Linked DNA regions of Sus scrofa: all the other regions are linked to region 1. A link is a contact called in public Hi-C and HiChIP or PLAC-seq data. All regions are on one chromosome and are shown on one strand. Each heading gives the region's core, a stretch centred on a gene start, on an enhancer-like site or on the middle of the called end of the contact. The rest is flanking DNA. Distances are from core to core; before and after follow the strand shown.

Evidence for each region. Hi-C and Micro-C count contacts between places; a contact is called where the count stands out from the background. HiChIP or PLAC-seq counts read pairs in DNA pulled down with a chosen protein or histone mark.
Region 2: a contact with region 1 is called in an H3K27ac HiChIP or PLAC-seq map of skeletal muscle. The contact joins the promoter of SDAD1 here to the promoter of NUP54 in region 1. A contact is called at or near these places in 1 of 5 promoter capture datasets (liver), 5 of 47 Hi-C or Micro-C datasets (brain, heart right ventricle, liver and 1 more) and 2 of 2 datasets of contacts at active chromatin or transcription factors (alveolar macrophages and skeletal muscle).
Region 3: a contact with region 1 is called in a Hi-C map of skeletal muscle, with 6 times the contacts expected there. The contact joins the promoter of STBD1 here to the promoter of NUP54 in region 1. A contact is called at or near these places in 1 of 5 promoter capture datasets (liver), 2 of 47 Hi-C or Micro-C datasets (both in skeletal muscle) and 1 of 2 datasets of contacts at active chromatin or transcription factors (skeletal muscle).

The regions. Positions count from the first base shown.
Region 1 is chr8:71,830,626-71,835,303 of Sscrofa11.1, reverse strand. NUP54 (nucleoporin p54) reads left to right here and starts at 2,124. Exons shown (of 12, transcript XM_003129118.6): 1 at 2,124-2,303. The coding sequence starts at 2,237.
Region 2 is chr8:71,644,204-71,648,881 of Sscrofa11.1, reverse strand. It overlaps SDAD1 (protein SDA1 homolog), which reads left to right and starts at 2,030. Exons shown (of 22, transcript XM_003129088.4): 1 at 2,030-2,269. The coding sequence starts at 2,180.
Region 3 is chr8:71,981,031-71,985,708 of Sscrofa11.1, reverse strand. It overlaps STBD1 (starch-binding domain-containing protein 1), which reads right to left and starts at 2,722. Exons shown (of 2, transcript XM_003129093.4): 1 at 1,873-2,722; 2 at 1. The coding sequence starts at 2,539.

The DNA of each region.
Region 1 (4,678 bases), core at 875-3,374:
GGCCTTACTCAGTGGGTTGGGGATCTGGAGTTGCTGCAAGCTGCAGGTGCAGCTTGGATCTGGCATGGCTGTGGCTGTGGCTGTAGCTGTGGCATAAGCAAGCATTCATTCCACAGTCCTGAATAAGGACCTATGGTGGGGGGGCACTCTGCTAGCTCTGGGGACACCACCAGTAAATAAAGCTTTCTGTCCTCAGGGAGCTTACATTAAAAGGGGGATGGGGACACTAAACAAGGGGTACTAAGTGCTAAGAATATTAAAGTAGCCAGAGGGGCAGGAGTAGGATGTGTTATTTTAGAAAGAAGGACCAGCAAAGGCTTCCTGTTGAAGAAATAGTCACCTCTTCTTTTCCAGCTGTGACCGTTTTTGCCCCTTCCACCCAGCATTCCCGTGTTTTGCTCAGTTGGTTCTCCTCTCTCTCAGGCTGTTTAAAGGGCTCTCTGCTCTGGTTGTCATACTGGTGTTTAGCTGCAGTCTCTTCTCACTAGATGCTCTCTCCCTGGCAATCCTATTGGTTCCCTAACTTCAATTACAATCTAAACAAAAGCCCCTTGTTCAACCTCAGTCCCAGATTTCTAACCAGCACCTGCTGGATCTCAGCCAGGTTGTCCTCAAACCCAGTAAAGACAGGAACGCATTTTTCCTGTCTTCTTCCCAAATTCCCACAACTGGGGAAGGACATTACAGTGGGCCCTGCTCTGCAAGCCAGGGACCAGGGACTCTTGCGGGACAGCTTCTTCTTCGCCTCTCCATACCCCATCAATCATCAAGTCCGCCTGCTCATCTCAGCCTCCGTTCCTGCTGTCCTCATCCATCAATCAGCCTTCTCACTAGGACCAAGGACCACTATTAGCATTATTTAATTTTTTTGTTAGGTAAACCATTTACATTTTCAAAAACTATAAGAGGTGTTTATACTGCAGAGTCTTCATCCATCTCCTTGCCACCCAATTCATCTTTTCAGAGGCAACCAAAGCTGGAGTTCCCGTCATGGCTCAGTGGTTAATGAATCCGACTAGGAACCATGAGGTTGCAGGGTTCCATCCCTGGCCTCTCTCAGTGAGTTAAGGATCCGGAGTTGCCGTGAGCTGTGGTGTAGGTCACAGACGTGGCTTGGATCTGGTGTTGCTGTGGCTCAGGTGTAGGCCAGCAGCAATAGCTCCGATTGGACCCCTAGCCTGGGAACCTCCATATGCCTCGGGTGCCACCTTAGAAAAGACAAAAAACAAAAACAGAGGCAACCACTGCTATTCATTTTTAAAATGTATCTTTCCAGGAATATTGTATATGAATGTGGGTAATTATATATTCAGGCCCTCCTTTTTTCCCAAATTGTAGAATACCATGTACTGTGCTCTAAATTGTGTTTGTATCATTTACTTTTAAGATCTTTCTTTTCTGTACCTGAAGAGCTTGAGTGTTCCCACTGCATAGCTGAATAGTATTCCTTTGTATGAATGCAACTATTTAAGCAAACTGAGGTTTGTTTCGAATCATTTGTTATAAAAAATGCTGGAACAGGTAACCTTGCAGGCCACTAATTTTGCCAAATCATTTACAAGATCAATTCCTAGAAACAGCATTGCTAGATCCAAGGACAACTATGATTTTGATAGACACAATGGTTTGTTTTTATTTTTATTAAAGTTATACAAGCATATAAATAGAAGAATCAAATAATTCTACAAAGTTTCTACTAAGAATTCTAAAACAAAACGAAACAGAAACACCCAAAGCTACTTGGATATCATTCTCAGAGGCACTTTTAGCCTGTTTTTTTTTTTTTTTTCCCACTACTACCCCACGGCTCTAAGTGACAAACAAGCTGTTTCGTGAGTTTTCAGTTTTGATAACCACTGACTCTCCACTGGGAAGAACGAGGATTTAGCTTTCTCTGCTACCCTGCCTTCATTGCACACTTGTAGTCAGCCTTTTGCGCATCTTCTCCAAGAGTCCTCGGGCCGCACGCCGGGGTGAGCTTTCCAGCGTGTCACGCTGGTTGTGACGCCCCACGCCGCGTGGAGCCGCCAGGTCCCGGAAGCTAGCCAGCCAGGGGCGTTCCCTCTCCATCCTCCGCCCCCTACGCTTTTCGAACGTTCCGGCCTCTTAGGCTGGGTCAGAAAGGGGCGGAACTCCGTACTCCTGGCGCGGTTTCCCTGCCGGATCGAAAAGCCAAGCGCACCAAGTGTCGCGGGAGCAGGCCCGCAGCAGCACCTTGGTCCCCTGCTCCCGCGACATGGCTTTCAACTTTGCGGCTCCCTCGGGCAGCTCAGGTACCGCTGCAGCCACCGCAGCCCCCGCGGGTGAGTCATTCCCCCCAGACCTTCTCCCGGGGAAAAGGGGAGGCCTTGGGTCCGAGACTCTTGAGCTTGGGGGAACCTGGGGTCTCCTGCCCGCGCGCAGATTTTAGGGGCTTTGGAAAAGGCAGGCGGCGGCCGAGCGGGCCGAGACGGCTCCTGAGGAGGCCACGCGGGGGATAGAGGCCCAGCTGGGAGCTCGCGTGCATCGGGTGGGTCCCCGCATGGCCCACCCCTTCTAGCGCTCGCTTCCCGCCACCGGGGAGACGGATTCCAAGAGGCTGGAGGCGGCTCCTCGCTCCCTTTGCCGGGCCCGCCCTCTCATCCCCTCCCCTTCCCGGGCTCCGGGACCGGCGGGCGCGCTCGGGTGCTTCCCGCTGCTGGGCGGCGAGGGTAGCGCTGGAGAACCTCCGGGCTGCTCTGCGGCTCCCTCGGCCCTGGCCCCTCTGGCTCTTGCTGCGGGACTGCACGTACCTGCTCCTTCTCCTGCCCCGCCTCCTCCGCTTTCTTAATTCGTTTGGAGCCAAGTCAGGGTTTGTCTTTGTTCACTCTGTGAAACCTCCTGCTGACTCTTCTAATCCTTATCTTGCTTTCTTTTCTTTTTCTTCTTCCTTCTTTCCCCTCTCCCCTTTTAAAATTTTCTTTGCCTACACGCCTATCAGGATTTGGTGGGCTTGAGACTGCCAACTCCACCGCCAGTGGGTTTAATTTTGGGGGTTTCGGATTAACTGCTAATCCTGCAGTGAACTTTAATATTGGGAATTTCGGTGTTTCTACTACTTCGGCGACTCCTTTCAATTTTGGTAACAGTCTGGCAAGTGCAGGTAGATATGCGGGCCGTCTGTGTAACGAATGTTGGGAGCTGGAGTCCAAGAATATTTTGTAGTTGCTAGAGTTTGGGAAAGAACAGTGACTTGTCTAATAAGGAAAGGAAATTAGTTTCCTAATGTCGATTTAAAAACATTTGTATCAAGTTTTGACTCTTAAAAAGATTTGATTTTGAGAAACCTTTCAAGTTATTATCTTCGTCTGTTAAATTTGCATTTAATTGAACAGACTGTACCTTCCAAGTGATAAGAATTTGGAGTACGTTATTATTGGGAATAGAATACATCTTCCAAATTATTAGATATCTCTTTTAAAGTATAAGATCAACAGTCAGACCCATTTTCCTGAAATTCTTGGACTTCTGCGGTCGTTTTTTTCTCCACTTTTCCTGCACCTTTCATTGGAATTTCATTTGATTGTCTTTGTGTTTCCTGAGAGAAACAAGTCTTATACGAACAGCAGCAACCTGTCTTGTTTTTTAACCTGTGTAACAATAATTATTTTTTTGGTCAACTAAGCAGATGAGGATACATTTCTATAAGATAATGTAATTATTGAAAGAACCTCCAAGTCTTAAGTGGATTTTTTGAGAAGTGATCAGAGAGTATCTTAATTTGTCAGATAACATTGAGTTCTAAAAGGTAGGCTAGACATCTTTGCACTCAAAAAGCTAATTATGAAGATTTTGGTAACTATATGGATTGTTTGAAGCTCATTGCAAATTGTGCAAAATACAAACTATTCTCTGTGTGTGTATATTTATTTATATACATAAATTTAAAACAGGTATGTGTACCTCGCCTACAGTGACCCTATAGAAAAAGTCTTGTTCCTCAGCTGCTCGTATATGAATTTATTGTCCATATTCTCTTACATTCCACTGTGTATGCCCATGCCAATTATATGCATTTGGTAAACATGTCTTTTCCATGAGACTTATTTGAGAAATTTGGCATTTTGTGCAATCACTTTTTTTTTTTTTTGCAATTTGCATTCAATTTGAAAAAGTTTTGAAGGATACTTGAAAATTCCAAAGATGAAATAATCCATTATCATTAAGGTATATTTAAAATGATCACACATCACTGTTGTTTGGTATGTTTACTTTCCCCTCTTTGCTTAAAATTGGCACTGGGTAAAAGAGAAACATTGTTTTGAAATTTATGTTTCCAAACAAACCTACCCAGCTCTTGATTCAACAATAAATAAACCTTTGGTATTTGCTTGATTTCATGTTCATTTGGAGTTATTACTGTTCAGTTCTGAGTTGCGATAATATAACTGTGTTTTAACGACTTTTATGTACATTAACTTAGTCTTCAGCAATAGGACTGATAGACATTCTTGTTTACTTTTTTTTATCCTTGCAGATCCATTATTACTAATAAACATTTTTCGTATTAGGAGTATGTTAGGATAGTTACTAATGTTTTTATTGCATAGCCAATTCAGAATATATCTTAGTTTTTCTATGAAATTTATAAGTAATGAAAAAGATTAGGAACAATGTTCAGTATGTTAGGTGGTACTTATCAAATTGTTTACAATTTGTA
Region 2 (4,678 bases), core at 781-3,280, 190 kb after region 1:
ATGCCTTATTTATTTTTGTATTCAAAGTATTTACCCTAGTGCCTGATATACAGACTGTGAGTAAAAGCTTGCCACATGGCCTGAATATTTTATTCATAAGTCACATTTTAGTGACTTAGTACATAAGTACAACATTCATAGTACATAAGCTTATGATTTTGATGGGAATTACATTAAATAATTTCAATATCTTTTGTTTTGAGAATGCTTTTTATCCTCACTGATCCAATCGACCAAATTTTTTAAATTTAAAATCTGAGTGGGCTTTTTAAAAAAAAAGATTTATTGCTTATATTTACACCTTAATAACCTCACAAGTACCTGATTCAATGATTAATAAACAAATAATCATTATCCAAATGTTGCTGAAAAACTCAACGTGGTTTGAACATTATTCTTGATTTTGCTTGTGCCTCCATGTGATTACTAAGTTGTCTTGTTTTTGGCTCATTCCAACGTGGCCACAGATGACCTGGACCAAAGCTGGTGTCTGTGAAATTGCTTATGTTAAGCAGGGAAATACTACTGTCCATCTACTGGTGCCAGACCAGCTTAGCAGCTGACAACTATCAGGCTACTTTTTTCTACAGGCTACAATCAAGACTGCCTGGATTGAACTCTCAGCTTCCTCACCTGCTATGAACTTAGGCAGTCAACATGTCTGTGCCTGTTTCCTCATCTGCAAAGTGCAGATAATTATAGTGCTTATTTTAGAGGGCTGGTCTCAGGATTAAGTACAAGTCAAGTGCTTGGAAGAGTGCTTGACACAGGGTGAGTGATCAAGTGTCTATATTAACAACACCCTATTTCATTAATTCATTCCCCCAGTACTTATCAGTTTCTGCTGTACAGAAGTGACCCGTCATATATAAATATATATATATACACATTCTTTTTCTCACATCATCCATCATGTTCCATCACAAGTGATGAGATACAGCTCCCTGTGCTATACAGCAGGATCTCATTGCTTATCCACTCCAAATGCAGTAATTTGCATCTACTAACCAATAGCTGGTTTTTTAACTTTTTTTTTTTTTTGTCTTTTTAGTGCTGCACTCATTGCATATGAAGATTCCCATGTTAGGGGTCAAATCTGAGCTGGCAGGCCTATGCCAGAGCCACAGCAACGCTGGATCAGAGCTGCCTCTGCGATCTACACCACAGCTCACGCACAGCAAAGCCAGATCCTTCACCCACTGAGTGAGGCCAGGGATTAAAACCCGCTAGTTGGGTTAGTTAACTGCTGAGCCACGACGGGAACTCCAACAGTTGGTTCTTAAATACAAATTCATTTGCATTTTAAATCAATGGATACGACCACATTTTACTCAGACCACCGTTTTCCCTCCTTGTCTGTGTCAGGCTGGGTAGAAACAATTAAAAACAAAACAAAAACAGGTATTTTAAATTATATAGGAAAACTAATTTACACCCCACATTGATATTTTTCCCCTTCTCTAAAATAGGATAGTGCTATCTATTCTCAACGGATATTTTTAGTTTCTAACTTTAAGGCTTTGGGATTTTAAAAAGGAAAAAAAATCTATTCTCATGTCTGTTTCATAAGGAATGTTGGGATAATGAAATAAGTTACTGGGGGAGTTCCCGTCGTGGCGCAGTGGTTAACGAATCCGACTAGGAACCATGAGGTTGCGGGTTCGGTCCCTGCCCTTGCTCAGTGGGTTAACGATCCAGCGTTGCTGTGAGCTGTGGTGTAGGTTGCAGACGCGGCTCGGATCCAGCGTTGCTGTGGCTCTGGCGTAGGCTGGTGGCTGCAGCTCCGATTCAACCCCTAGCCTGGGAACCTCCATATGCCGCGGGAACGGCCCAAGAAATAGCAAAAAAAAAAAAAAAGACACACAAAAAAAAAGTTACTGTGTGAACAAAATATTCGCATTTCAGATTACTTAAACGTTGGCTGGGGCGGGGTGGGGGAAAAGAAATCTTGCATAAATCACAATGGAGCATTTCGGCACTGAGAGCAAGTTTGACACTCTGAGGCTCCCGTAGTCAAGCTCTCTTTAGGAGCCAAGATGGCGCCGCCTGCTGAGCTTCCCATGTGCTGTTTCCGGTCATACACGGAAGCGCGATTCCTGGCGGTAGCTGAGGCGGTAGGCGGTTGCCAGCCGTGTGGGTTCTCTTAAATTGCTCGCTGCGTAGCCAGTCAGCAGCGAACATGTCTAGCAGAAACAATAATAAGCTGCCCAGCAACCTGCCGCAGTTACAGAATCTTATCAAGCGGGACCCGCCGGCCTACATCGAGGAGGTAGGAATGCGGTGCGGGGACGCTAGAGGCCCGGGCGCGGTGGTAGGGACGCTGGCTGGAGGGAGGCGTGGAGCGGAGCTGGGATCCTGATTCGCCTCACGTCCTCTTATCCTCGAAAGGAGGAAAGGGATGAAGGGAGAGACATGTGTTATAGTTCGTTCCTCACTCTTAGAATTCTGCTCCTGCTCGGTAGACCCCGCTGTCACAGAAACACCCTTTAAAAGAACTCATTTTGCTTTAGGGGGAGAGCCAAATGGTCCACCCCCAACCTCTGACTTTCAAGCAAGTTTCTCAGCCTTTTCTTTTCTGAAACCCCTAAATTGAACTTGATGAAACTTAAGTTAGAATGCTTTTCGACCGACGTCTGTTTGCGGGAGCCCGCGCTCTTTGCAGCACTGTGTTGGGAAGCAGAGGGATTCTTGGGTATAAGGGACAGGCCGGGAATTAGCATATCTAGTAAAAACAGAACTCAGTCTCATAGGAAGCTGGCATGACCTGGGCGTCGGAATTTATCTCTAGAATGAAGTTGAAAATTAGATTAGGTTCAGATTGTAAGAGACTTTGTATACCGACCTCATACGAATTGTGAGCATTAAGGGTGTTTGACAAAATGAACGTGGTGGCTTGGCAGGTGCTTTTTCTTTTTTTAAATTTTTTCACTTTAATTAAGGTATATTTGATTTACAGTCTTGTGTCACTTTCTGCTGTTACAGCAGAGTGAGCCAGTCATACATATGTATACATTCCTTTTCTTATATTCCTTCATGGTCTATCCCAAGAAACTGGATATAGTTTCCTGTGCTATTTACTAGGACCTCATTGCTTATCCATTATAAATGTAAAAATGGCAATTGCTTTGTCAGGACACCTATTTGACAGGCATTAAAAAGATTTGCTGCAATTACTTGTCTGTGCTTCTTACTGGAATGTGATTTGTTCAATGGCTGAAACAATTATTCTTTTTTCTTCTTTTTTGGCTGCCCCGTGGCATATGGAGTTCCTGGGCCAGGGATCAAGCCCAGTTGCCACCTCTACAGTTGGGACCTACACTGCGGCAATTCAGGATGCTTAATCCACTGTGCCAGGCTGGGGCCGGAGACTGCGCCTCAGGTCTTCAGAGACTCAGACAATCCCATTGTGCCACACCAGGACCACAGTCATTCATCTTTTGATCGACCTTCTCCTCCATATTTTCACATACAAATATTTATGTCAATGCTTTTTTTTTGTCTTTTTTTTTTTTTTTTTAGGGCTGCACCCTCAGCATATGGAGGTTCCCAGGTTAGAGGTCAAATTGGAGCTACAGCTGCCAGCCTCCGCCACAGCAACGCCAGATCCAAGCCACATCTGTGACCTACACCACAGCTTACAACAACACTGGATCCTTAACCTCCTGAGGGAGCCCAGGGATCGAACCCTGCGTCCTCATGATTCCTAGTTGGGTTCGTTAACTGCTGAGCCATGAAGGGAACTCCATAATTTCTAAGCACCCAGGATAGAGTGATAAATAAGATACGAGAGCCTTCTTCTCTTGGACTTACATTCTAATGATGGTAGACATAGTGATAAGAATTATGAAGAAAGTAGAACTGGGTAGGAATACATTAGAATTGGAGGCTGTCTCTTTGGCTCCCTTGAACAGAGATAGCTTCTCTGCTGTGATGATATTGAGACAGATCAAGAGCATTCTAGATGGGGGAACAGGAAGTGGAGCAACTGTTGGTGGAAAAGAAGTTGAGAGGCCACCATTGTAGCTAAAATATGGTAAACACAGAAAAGGACAGTGTAAGATACATGGGAAATGCAAACAGAGTCGGATCATGTGGGGGCCTTTTTTTTTTCTTCCTTTTTTTGCTTTTTAGGGCCACCCCTGAGACATATGGAAATTCCCAGGCTGGGGGTTGAGTTTGAACTGCAAATGCCAGCCTACACCATAGCCACAGCAACTCAGGATCCAAGCTGCATCTGTCACCTACACCATAGCTCACGGCAATGCCAGATCCCTAACCCACTGAGCGAGGCCAGGGATCAAACCCACAACCTCATGGATATTAGTTGGTTATCCCACTGAGTCAAAACAGGAACTCAAGGCGGAGGCTTTTAAAACATGGTAAGGTTAAGATTTTACTTAAGGGAGCCATTGAAGAGTTTTAAGCAAAGGTATAATCTGATTTATCTTAAGATTTACTCTCAAGGTGAATGATAGAATGAATTGTAGAGCAGCAAGACTGGAAGCAGGGTAACTGGTATAATGGCTGTTGGAATAGCTGAGGCGAGGTGTGGCGATGCCACTCAAATTACCAACATAAGTGGAGAGAAGTGAACAGACTGGGACTACATGAAAATAGAGGTAGTAGGACTTCCTGCTGGAGTGGATATGGGGGATAAGGAAAAAGGAAGGAAGGCAGG
Region 3 (4,678 bases), core at 1,473-3,972, 150 kb before region 1:
TCTGGAAAAACAAAAGGAAAAATGTAATAGTGTTAGGCAGTTCATGTGAGAAAACAGCTTTAGTTACTAAAGACTTCGCTGCTAATCCATCCACAGTATACAAAATCTGTCTTTGTTAAATCTGGTATTTAAATCCCAACACTGTGCGCTAAGAATAATGCATGCATACCCAATAGTAAAAGGCACATGCAGGAGTGCAATATACCAGCACAGGAGTGTAAATGAGGTGGTAAGCTGTAGAGGCGGAAGTGTAACCCTGCCATGGTCCTGGATCTCCGCAGTCCAGGCCACCCTGGCATGCAACCAAGTCAAGTTGTTTGGCTCCTGTCATCAAAAAATGTCATCCAGCCTGTGTGGCGAAGAGCTGCATGGTTACCCTGCAACCCAGAAGAGGACATTTGTACTCCCAGGAACTGTGTGCAGGCCAGGGATTGGCTCTCACATATGCGGACAGACCAGGAGCACCTGTCACTGTGGGAGACTACAAAGGAAGGCAGTGCATGGCTGGTCCAGAGCAGAGAGACAGGGGTGAGGGTAGGGGGAGAGGGCTGGATTCTCCTTGACAACCCCTCCTGGTATCTCAGGAACCTCTTCAAGAAACACAGGCCTTTTACATCCCCTCTCAAATAACTATTCTTAAGAGCACACAATCAAGCTCGCTAAAGACTCTCTTTCCTTCTTGGCCACCTAATAGTCCAAATAGCTCCCTACAAGATCAAAATCTCAAAAGCCATGCCCTCATGGGAGGTGTGGGTGTGGGGGAGGGAGATGTGGGGAAGCGGGAATGGATAGAGAGCAGTCTTGTTTCATTTTGCCTCTTTAATGGTGGGGTTGGAAGTGAGATGTAAACAAATATTACCCTGAATTCCCAATCTTTCCACCTGAAACATGAGGCTGACTTTCTGAAAAAGAAGATAAATGAGCCCTCTGCTCATCCCAAACAAATCGCAGGAAGGCACAGGGGCCGACTTTCAAGTGGCTACACACAGACACCACTCCACTAAAAATAAAGTTCGCAGATGTCATTTTCACCATTAGGCTGGAGTCCAGGCACCGGGAAGGTGAGGTTTTCTGCCAGGGCTCTTTGCCTGGTGCACAGGGTCTAAAATGTGGACATGTAAACCTAGGCGTCAGTCCTGCTTATGGGACTTGGGTCTGCTTTTGGGAGCTGGGTCCAGTGCCAAGTGTGTCTCTTCCCCAGGGTTTTAGACAACCACGCACTGTTCGTGTGATCATGGGGAAGGGCCGACAACTCGCAGTCTCAGGGCTTCATGAAGCCGAGGCCTTCGTGGCCAGAGTCCAACCTGAACTTTGCCTCCCCAACAGAAGCATCCAGATAGCGGGGGCTGCTCACTGCTCTGGCGTCCCCAAACGCGGTTCTTTTGAGGCGAAGGAGGGGAGGTCATGAGGCTATGGGATTGGGGCTGAGACTGGGTTCCTGCTCCGTCAGATACTGGAGAGGGTGGCGGGATCCCCTAACCCGAAGCATTCCTTTCCGAAGGCCCGGAAGGGGCGCCGCCGCCGCAGCCGCCCGCACTGCACCAAGCGCCGCCAAGCGGAGGAACCCAACCCCGCCGGAGGGGCAGGGGCAGGTCCCCGCGGGCTGGAGCTGAGGGCAGCGACTCAGCGGGGCGCGGCCCTGGACGAACCGCCAGGGCATCTCCTGGGCCTCGCCTCGCTGGAGGCGAGAACCCGCCCGGCGCGTGCACACCAGCTGGGGGGAAATCGGGCCGCGGGGAGGGTCCACTCCTGGGTGAGGGAAGCTAGCCCCCGGGTATGGGCCGCCACGGAACTCCAGACGGGGTTTTCCTTCCCTCGGGGAACTTCTAACCCCCCTGGTGATCTGCCCTCAAGACCAGGGAGGAAGAATACCTGGTTTGGTGACCGGCTCCCGCCTAGAAGGTCCAGGGCTCAGTCCGCCGCCGCCACCCTGATCGCCTCCCGGAGCCGCCGCCTCCCCTGAAGGAGCGTCCTTCCGCTGCTCCGCGTCCCCCTCCTTTCCCGTGTCCCGCAGCAGCCAAACGAAAAGCGCTCCGGCCAGACCCCCTCCGACCAGCAGGGCAGACCAGACGGCGCCCATGGCTGAGAGGCCGCAGCTGCGGGAGACGACGGCGATCGAGGCCCGGGCTCGGGTCACGCAGGCAGAGCCACACCTACCCAACCCGCTCCAGCCTTTTACGGTCCCTGGCCGCAGGCGCTCCCACGCGGAGCCCAGCCCTCCGCGACTAACACTCAACTTTCCCAGCCCCGCCCCACTCCCCGCCCCGGGGCTGCAGCCCCAGGCTCCGGCCCGGCGGATACGCGAGCGCCCTCCTTCTCCAACCTCTTCCCTTCCCGACCCCGCCGGTCGCCGGCGGCCGGGAGCACTGGGCGTCCGGGTCCAAGTGCGTCCCGCATGGCTGAGGACCCCAGGGCGCACGGCTTCCGCGCGCCAACCCGCGCCGGCCACGCCGCCTGCTCTTCCCGCTGCAGCTGCCCGCCAGGCCCAGCCCTGCTTGGGGCAGTTCCGGGCACCTCGCCGCCTCCTCTTTACAAACATTCAGCAGCAGCGCGGCCACATAGAAGCCGGAGCTTCCTAGAACTTCGACGCGGAAGACGCCGATGTGCGTCGGAGACGAGCGGGGCTGGGGCGGGTGAGCTGGGGTAGATCCAGAGCACAGCGGGTGCGGTAGAACTTCCATTCCGCCGCCCGTTAGCTGCACTTGGTCTCCGCAAGCCTCCGCCTTCCCACCCGGAAAAGGAAGGGATTGGGCTAAGATCATCCATCAGTAAATGCCAGTCATCTCAAACACATCCAGTCATTGCTTCTTCCTCGACCTCTTTTTGGGGTGCGTGGTTGTCACAAAATGCGCGCCCTCCAGACTGGACTGGATGTTGCCCAGAGGCAGGTTTCTGCAGACGGGTTTATTAATAAAAATTGCAAAGGCCTTTTAAGTGCTGTGGGTGTGCCTGGTGTTAATGTATTTATTTAGTTTGATTCTCACACAACCACCACCACCCTGGGAACTAAGAATTATATACATTGCTTTCTAAATTCACTCTTCTGCCAATCTGGTGGCTTTACCCACCAGCTTCAAGCTAATGATCCCCATATTTGTATCTGCAGGGAGAGCCATTTCCTTGACCTACACGCTCCTACATCCAACTGCTAAGGCCACAGCTGGCAGATATTCGCCTTGGAGTAATTACTACGATGGCTTCTCTGGTAAAACAAATCGCTCAAATGTGCCCCGTGCACGAGCAGACAGAAGTCCCTGACAGGTTGCAAGACTGGGCCAGTAGAGCTGCTGATGCTGGTGCTTTGGCTCAGGTCACAGCCCCTATCATCAAAAGGTCAGGGGGAGAGGGAAAGTGGGGAAGGAGACCAAGCCAGCTTGGGCCTGCTTTTTCGATGCTAACAGACGTCTCAAACCCAGCTCACTCAAATCTGACATGCCCAAAACTGTTCCTTGCTCCCACTTCATCCCAGGAAGTGGCGACCACATCCTTTCTCCTTGCTAAAAAGTGTCATCTTACCCTCTTTTTACCCCCACTCATTGGAGGCAGTGGCAAATTCTGGTCTTGTTTCTTCGAAATATATTCAGAATTTTACTTCTCCCTGCAGCGAGTGCCACCCTGCTCTGCCACCATTACGTTTCTCCTGGATTACTGCCATCACCTGGCCCAGGGATCCCCACTTCCACCCTTGAGTCCCTACATCATTTCAAAGCAGCAGTCTGAATGATCCTGTCTAAACACTCCCATCTTCTGGGCTTCTGCTCAAGACTCTCCAATTGCTCTACATCTCCTAGCAAAAACCTTTCAGAAGGATAGCATCTGTCCCCCAGGTCCTCTCCCAGCTCATCTCCATCTCCTCCTCCCTGGCTGAGTCATCCTTCCTGCAGATAGCCATCCAGACATCCAGCCTCTCTCCCTTTCCCTCTTCTTTTTTGCACAATGTCATCTGCCCTTGATAATCCCCATTGCAATTACATACATCCCCTTCTCCATGTGCCCTTTTCCTGCCTTATTTTTCTCCTTACCATTTAGGACACCAAATCTAATACAGTGTAGAATCCATGGATTTGTTCTGCCTAATTCCACTTTCCTCTCCTTACAATGTACTAGGAGTTGCTGCTGTGGCACAGTGGGTAAATGATCTGACTTGTGTCTGTGGCATTGCCGGTTCAATCCCCGGCCTGGTGCAATGGGTTAAGGATCCAGATTCAGTCCTGGGCCCTGAAAATTCCTTATGCTGAGGGTGAAGCCAGAAAAGAAAAATGTAAAAGCAGGGTTTATTGACAGCAGGATGTATTATCCTTTGTTTTCTGCTGAATTCCTGGCACCTGAAACACTCCTGAAGCCATCCCTCAAAAAGTATAGTACAGGTTGAGGAGTTCCCTTGCAGTGAAGTGGGTTAAAGATCTGGAATTGTCACTGCAGTGGCTCAGGTCACTGCTGTAGCTCAGGTTTGATCCCTGGCCAGGAAGTTCCACATTCTGGGGGCAAAGCAAAAAAAAAAAAAAAAAAAAAAAAAAAAAGTACAGATTAAGTAAATGAATTAAAAGCTTCACGTGGTCACAGTCTGAAGCAGTACTGTTAACCTCTTTATATGGATTTTACCTGCATTTTTAAAGTACAATGAAGATGCAGATTTGGGTTTTTTTGTCAAGTAAATTTTATCTTTTTCTTTTTTTTT